Regions from separate parts of the Gossypium hirsutum genome. Here region 1 is linked to region 2. The links are chromatin contacts, called in public Hi-C maps. All regions are on one chromosome and are shown on one strand. Each heading gives the region's core, a stretch centred on a gene start, on an enhancer-like site or on the middle of the called end of the contact. The rest is flanking DNA. Distances are from core to core; before and after follow the strand shown.

The links. Hi-C and Micro-C count contacts between places; a contact is called where the count stands out from the background.
Region 1: a contact with region 2 is called in a Hi-C map of leaf, with 1.8 times the contacts expected there. The contact joins the promoter of LOC107911970 here to the promoter of LOC107911956 in region 2. A contact is called at or near these places in 2 of 34 Hi-C or Micro-C datasets (both in leaf).

What each region holds. Positions count from the first base shown.
Region 1 is chrD11:7,982,676-7,985,818 of Gossypium_hirsutum_v2.1, reverse strand. It overlaps LOC107911970 (remorin), which reads left to right and starts at 1,514. Exons shown (of 5, transcript XM_016839993.2): 1 at 1,514-1,872. The coding sequence starts at 1,716.
Region 2 is chrD11:7,839,144-7,842,484 of Gossypium_hirsutum_v2.1, reverse strand. It overlaps LOC107911956 (shaggy-related protein kinase theta), which reads right to left and starts at 1,532. Exons shown (of 13, transcript XM_041105860.1): 1 at 1,037-1,532. The coding sequence starts at 1,099.

The DNA.
Region 1 (3,143 bases), core at 265-2,764, 140 kb before region 2:
ATATATCTTAGTGTTATTTAAATAGAAATATTTTTTATTTATTTTCAATTTGTTGGGAAATATTTATTTTAATGTTTTTAGTGTATCTAATGTATTATATTTTTTCAATTTGTTTTTATATAAAAATAATATTATAAAAAATTGTAATACAAACGGGCCGAGCCAAGCTTAGCAAAATTTTAGGCCCATTTATTCGGGCCAGGCCTGAGCTTAGAAAACGGGCTTAAAATTCTATTGAACCCGATCCAGTCCATGATCGCCTCTAGACTAGAGCTGTCCATGGGTCAGGTCGAGTCCAACCAAAAGTTTAGACCCGTTTGTTAAGCCCGGCTCGAAAAATGACATAAAATTTTGCCTAAGCCTGATCCGGATAAAAATGCTAAAGACTGGCCCACCCGTATTAATTTTTTTATATAATTTTTTAAAAATATATATAATACATCAAAAATACTAAAAACATTAAAATAAATATCTCGCAACAAATTTAAAATAAATTAAAAAATATATATAACACTAAGATAGGTGCAGCTTAATAAGCAAATGCTCCTAAAATAGTAACAAAATCAACAATAAAACAAGAGTTATATAATATTCAAACAATAACAACAAAATAGTAGCAACATAATAGTAAAACAGTAACAAAATAGTGAAAAAAATAAAAAAAAATAGCACCAAAACAATAAAAACAGCAACAAAAACAACAAGTTTTTTTTTACATATTCGGGCCAGGCTCAAGTTAAAAAAGTCTTACCCAAGGCTGGCCCGTTTCCTAAATAGATTTTATATTTATGCCCAAGCCCATTTTTCAAGCGTATATTTTTTCTAAATCCTCTCACTTTTCGAACAGATCCAGTCCGACCCATAGACAGGTAATCTAGACGGTATTATATTCCAATATTTTAGTATGAATTTACGGGCAGGCAGTCTAATGGGCTCTGATTAAGAAGAGATGTGAAACATGGTTTGTAATAGTAGGAAATTTGAGAATTTAGAAAAGCCTGTTAGGAAGAAGGTGCCTTACATATAACAAGCCCATTGGATCACAATCCGGATATATACATTAGGCTGACGGACCAGGCCCATCCTTGTATTAAATTGAAGCATCCCCCCCCCCATTATGTTGATTAAAAAGCTTGCAATGTCTAAAGTCCATGCCTTTAATTAAAAGTTTAGTAGTTTATAATCAAAAGGCAATTCGGCCACTCCAATCACCAACAGCGGTGTACCAAATCATTCACACAAATAACTGAAATGAAATCCCTATTTGTATGCTCAGCTTACTTGGCCACCAGCCTAGACCTACGCTCTTCTTATTTGTCATTTCCCATTTCCTTTGCTTTTTCCCCAGTTTTACTTTCACATCAATTAGTCAAAGCAATGATCATGTGTTTTAACTACTCTACGTCGTCGTTTCCTACTAGCCGATATACGTCGCACACATTTTAACCGTTTTACCTGTCGGCATGAAAGATTCCACATCATACTCTCAACCGTCTAGTTTAAACGATGGGAACCGTTGGATCAAACGATAATAAAATAATATCCAAAATCAACAGTGTTTACGCGTGAACGTAGCGTAGGATATCAAAATCCAGAGTGGATTTATTATGAGTGTCTGGCTATATAATTTGATTTCAGCAAAACCTTGAGTATCACTTCATTCCTAACGAAATTATCGAGTATTTTTTTCACAAACCCATAAAATTGTCTAAGTTATGGCGGAGGAAGTGAAGAAGCAGGCTGAAGCTGAAACGACGGCGGCTCCACCGCCGGCAGTGGAGGTTCCAAAAGCTGAATCTGAGGAAAAAACTGTATCTCCACCGCCAGCAGAGGAGAAACCTGAAGAGTCCAAAGCTCTTGTTGTAGTTGAGAGTAAGCTTGGCTGTTACCTCATTTCGCGCTTGTTTTACATATATAGTCTCAACTTTCAACATGAAAATCATGAAAATTTATATGCTTTCTTTTAAGCATTTACTGGAAATTAACACTAGTCTGAGAATTTTCTTTTTTTTTTCGATTAATCATTTTGTTCAGATTTTTTTCCTCATTCCAGATGGATTTATCTCTCTTTTTTGTTCTTCGGTGAAGTAATTTTTCATTTATGGTTTGCTGAAATTCTCTTTCAAATTTGTATAAGAAAATATTGATAGTTTCATATAATCAAAACTTCGATTTCGAGTTTCCATCCTTTTTTTTCAGTTAAAATTCATATAAAGCTGGTTTCTAGAATCTCTTAAATCAACTGATCTAAGGAAAACAGAGCTCAAGACAATTAGTATAAAACTTTACCTTTAATTGCTGTTTTAGTGCTATGTTCTTTTAGAATACGATCAAATTTAACACAAAAGTGGGAAAATAAATAAAACGAACAGTTAAATTTCCTTTTCCAGATTTCTCTGTGCGAGTTTTCTCTGTCTTTCTTTTGTTTACCCTTTATTGAATGAACACTGAATAGTTACTTGATCGCTTTGTTGGACTGAGTAGAGTTTCAACTCCGAACCCTATTGAGAAAGACTAAACTTTTTGAATGAAACAATTGAACTCTCTTTAAAAATGACCATTTGTATATGCTGATGTATTTTAATTTCTTTTTCGTATCTGAAAATATATGTTAAACACGAAAACTTGCAGGAAAATAAAGAGTTAAAGTAAACTGTACTGGTTTTCCATGGGACCTTTTTCCTTTTTTTTTCCTTTCTGAGCCATACCATTCCTTTACTTTTCTCTGTTTATCAAATTTGAAACATATCTTTACTCTGATGTGATGATACGTTTTATATTGTGAAGAATATTATCCGATTTAACACTGAAGATTCTACAAGAATATGGTTAGGTTGGCAAGTTGCTATTGGTGATTTCTTTTTTTCGAAGGTGCTATTGTCGATTACCTTAACACTATTTGTAGATATTGCCCATCAATTATTGTCGTGGGCATCTAATAATATGATTATGGACCCCTTTTTTTTTCATTATTTTTAGGTGAAAGATTAAAGTTGCTTTGACAACAGGACTTGTACTGTTGCTATATCTTGTCTTATTAACTAGCTTTTAAGATTGAAAAAGAAGCTTCAATTTAGGGTATATCTTTTTTTATGAAGAATTAGTGTCATATTCTTCTGTATTGATAGAAATTCCAGGTAATC
Region 2 (3,341 bases), core at 283-2,782:
TGAAACTTAATGGTCAAATCTCAAATTAAGTGGAATCCATCTTTTCTATTGTAGTTTGCTTTACTACTCTGCAGTAGGTGTAAAGGCAATAGAAAGAAACGATGTAGAGGCTCAAATGTAATTTTCTAAGTTCCTTTCCATTCTAGACTTCAGTCCATGATCACATATTGAAGTTAACATCACAAGGACCCAACCATTTAGGTAAGTAACATGTCTGCAGCATTTTACCTCTATAATAAAGCCCCTACCAAGAAAAAAGAAAGTTCGTTTAAGACATTTCCCATTCTCAGGAAAAACCAAAATTGGTGATTTGACCCATCACCAACCTAAAAGCAAAGCTCTACAGAAGATGCAACCATTGCAGCCTGACTTTCCATAAACCACCATGGTAAACATATAATCTAAAACTAAAGGTTGGCTTATGACAATTACACGCATAAAAGCATAAGCATGACCTTATGCTATTGATATCAAGATATCAAGATATCCTAAATCAGAAAATCAAAGAAGAGATCCACCAACGTTGATCAATAAATGAATAGAACACAATCAAAGTCGATACAAATATGCAAGACAATTCAAAAAGCACGGCAATAAAACCTTTTCAGAAACAAAAGCAATGAAGCAAAAAGCAAAAGACTTAAGCTACCAATGCCATTCCTCTCGTCCTCGTTTCAACCTTCAAAAACTATTATATTTATAAAAACAAAAAAACAAAGAACAAAAAGAGAATAATAGTTAAACAACCAGCTATAAGACAAAAATAATTACGCAACCAGAACAAAAGAAATCACATATATAGCATTAAACAAATAATAATCCAGCTAAATCTAGATATAATCATAACAAAAATATATATTTTCTCCATTTATCAACGAATGAAGAAAATTGAATAACAAACAAAAAATCAATATTTTCGGTGAGCAAAACTTATAAAAGAAATCCAAAAATCCATTCCGTTTTTCTAGCATTTCTATAAACATTACAAAAAGAGAGATTAGCGTCAAATAAATCCATGAAAAAAAACAGAACTTACGGGATCGGAAGAACTAGAAGAACGACCGGAAGCAATGCTCTTGAGACGACGCATCACATTCATGATTTTAGACCGTAACTTCTTGAAGCTAAAACAACGATTTTGGCCTTCACAACAGATACGAGAAGAGAAGAGAGAAAACCTGCTTTCTCTCTTCTTCTTCTCCGTCTTCGATCCTATAACCAGAATTACAGATGGTGGCAAAACCAACCCAAAAGGAAATAAAATATAACAAATTAACGTAATCAACAAAAATTATAACTTCACTACATTTATTTTAAAACATTTTAAATAAACATAAATGTTTTTTTTTAATTTTCTCAAGTTCTCTTTTCCTTTTTCTTTCTTTTCTCTTTGAATATCTAACAAAACTCAATTTAAAATTTATATTTTTTTTAAAAAAAAACTAAGGAAAGGGAAACATTCTGTCTATAGAAATTTTTTTGTTCCATAAAACCCACCAAATGTCTTTCCTGGTTTGATTTTTCGTTGGTCAAAGCTGGACCAAAAGCCAATCATACAAGCCTAATCTATTGCTAACTTCAGTCAAACGGGAAATATGATCCGTCGATTCCTCACAAAGAGAGATCCAACGATCGGGTACAATAAGGACTTTTAGGTAATTACAGCTCTCCTTTATGTAAGGGAGGTTCTTGAGACAGATTTTTCATTTTCCCCTTGACGGGATATTCGGGGGAACTTTGACCAATCTTTGACGCATCTTTTGGCGGTTAAATTTTATATTAATTTCCTGCTAATTCAGAAATTAATAGACTCTAATATGTAGTTTTAATTTCCTTTTTATATTATTATTGTTGTTATTGTGGGTTTAGGTCAGTCTATGTGTGGACTTGTTTTTTCTTATAATATAATAACATTACGCGTGATTATTTTTTAATTGAAATTTGAATGTGCCTGTAAAAAGCCAACAACAACAAAAAAAAACCTACGCTTAAATTAGGCAGTTTTCTAGGCTTCACCATTACTATAAGCTATACATGTTTTTTTTTCTAAATTATGCAAAAAAAAATTGTATAAATAATATAAAAATTCAAAGACGAGAGTTGAAGTTGAAAACTCAAATTATATTTTTTATTACATTCAAATATTTGACCGCTTTGAACTCAATTTTGAATCTAGCAAATGAGTTTCGTTCCTACGCATAAAGATGATAAATCATGATGTTTTATAAGTATAAAGTGATGTACCAAGAAAATAATTATAATGTATGATTATAAAGTAATGTACCAAAATGATTATAAAGTGCGACCAAAAAGTACAAATTTATGTAATTATAAATAGGGGAAGGCTCGCTATGCACAGAAGCTGTAAGGAAGGCACGATGCAATTGTTGGCCCATCAGAAACTCAGTCCAATGGTTGCGCCATCTTAAAAATTATGGACCAGAAGCCCCTAAGAATATGAAAAACACCACCTTTTCCAAAGTTTAGCAATATCGGGTTTTAAAATCTAGGCTTAAAATTATATTAAAATGTTATTTGATAAACTAAAAAAATTTAAATAAGTATATAATTTTGTAAATACGGGAAAATATACAATTATATTGTTTCATAAAAATAATTTTTAGAAGGATAATACTAAATTTTAATTTTAGAAAAATAATTATTTCATAATTTTAATTTTATTAATATAATATTTTACATTATTATAGATAGTTTTAGATAAAATTAAATATAATATTTTAAATATTTCATTTTTAACAAAAGTAAAAACATTATTTGTTTTTAATATAGTTATAAAATCAATTGAACCAACTACCTATTATTTCACACATTTTTTTGGAAAACTTTGAATTAACTGAAATAAAAAAATCAATAATTTATTAAACATAAATTCAATACAAGCTACAAGGTAAGTAGGCAAGATATTTGAAAAAATGTTTGAAAGCCATACTATCTTCTTCTTTTTTACGATTATCAAGAGAAAGTAAAATATCTCTTACTTAAACGTGTTTGATTTTTGTTTTGCCCTGAATGGGAATGAAATTTAATATTCTCTTTTAGGGTTGAATTTTGGAGAAGGGAATGTGTAAACCCTGTAGGCAGTTTAGTGGCTTTTTTCCTTCATTTGTGGGGTTAATTTTGTTCCTAAATTATGTGTCCAGTAGCAGACAAGGGTGGTGCAGCTTTCTGACCACGATATCATTGCATGAAGACGAGCCACAATCATGTCACCTCAAAACGTCCAAATTTCACATTTTATCTCTCTTGATGTGAAAGATTTAACGATATCCTTTTAGTAAGTTCGACACCTATACATGCATTATTGTTTGGATTTCAAAATT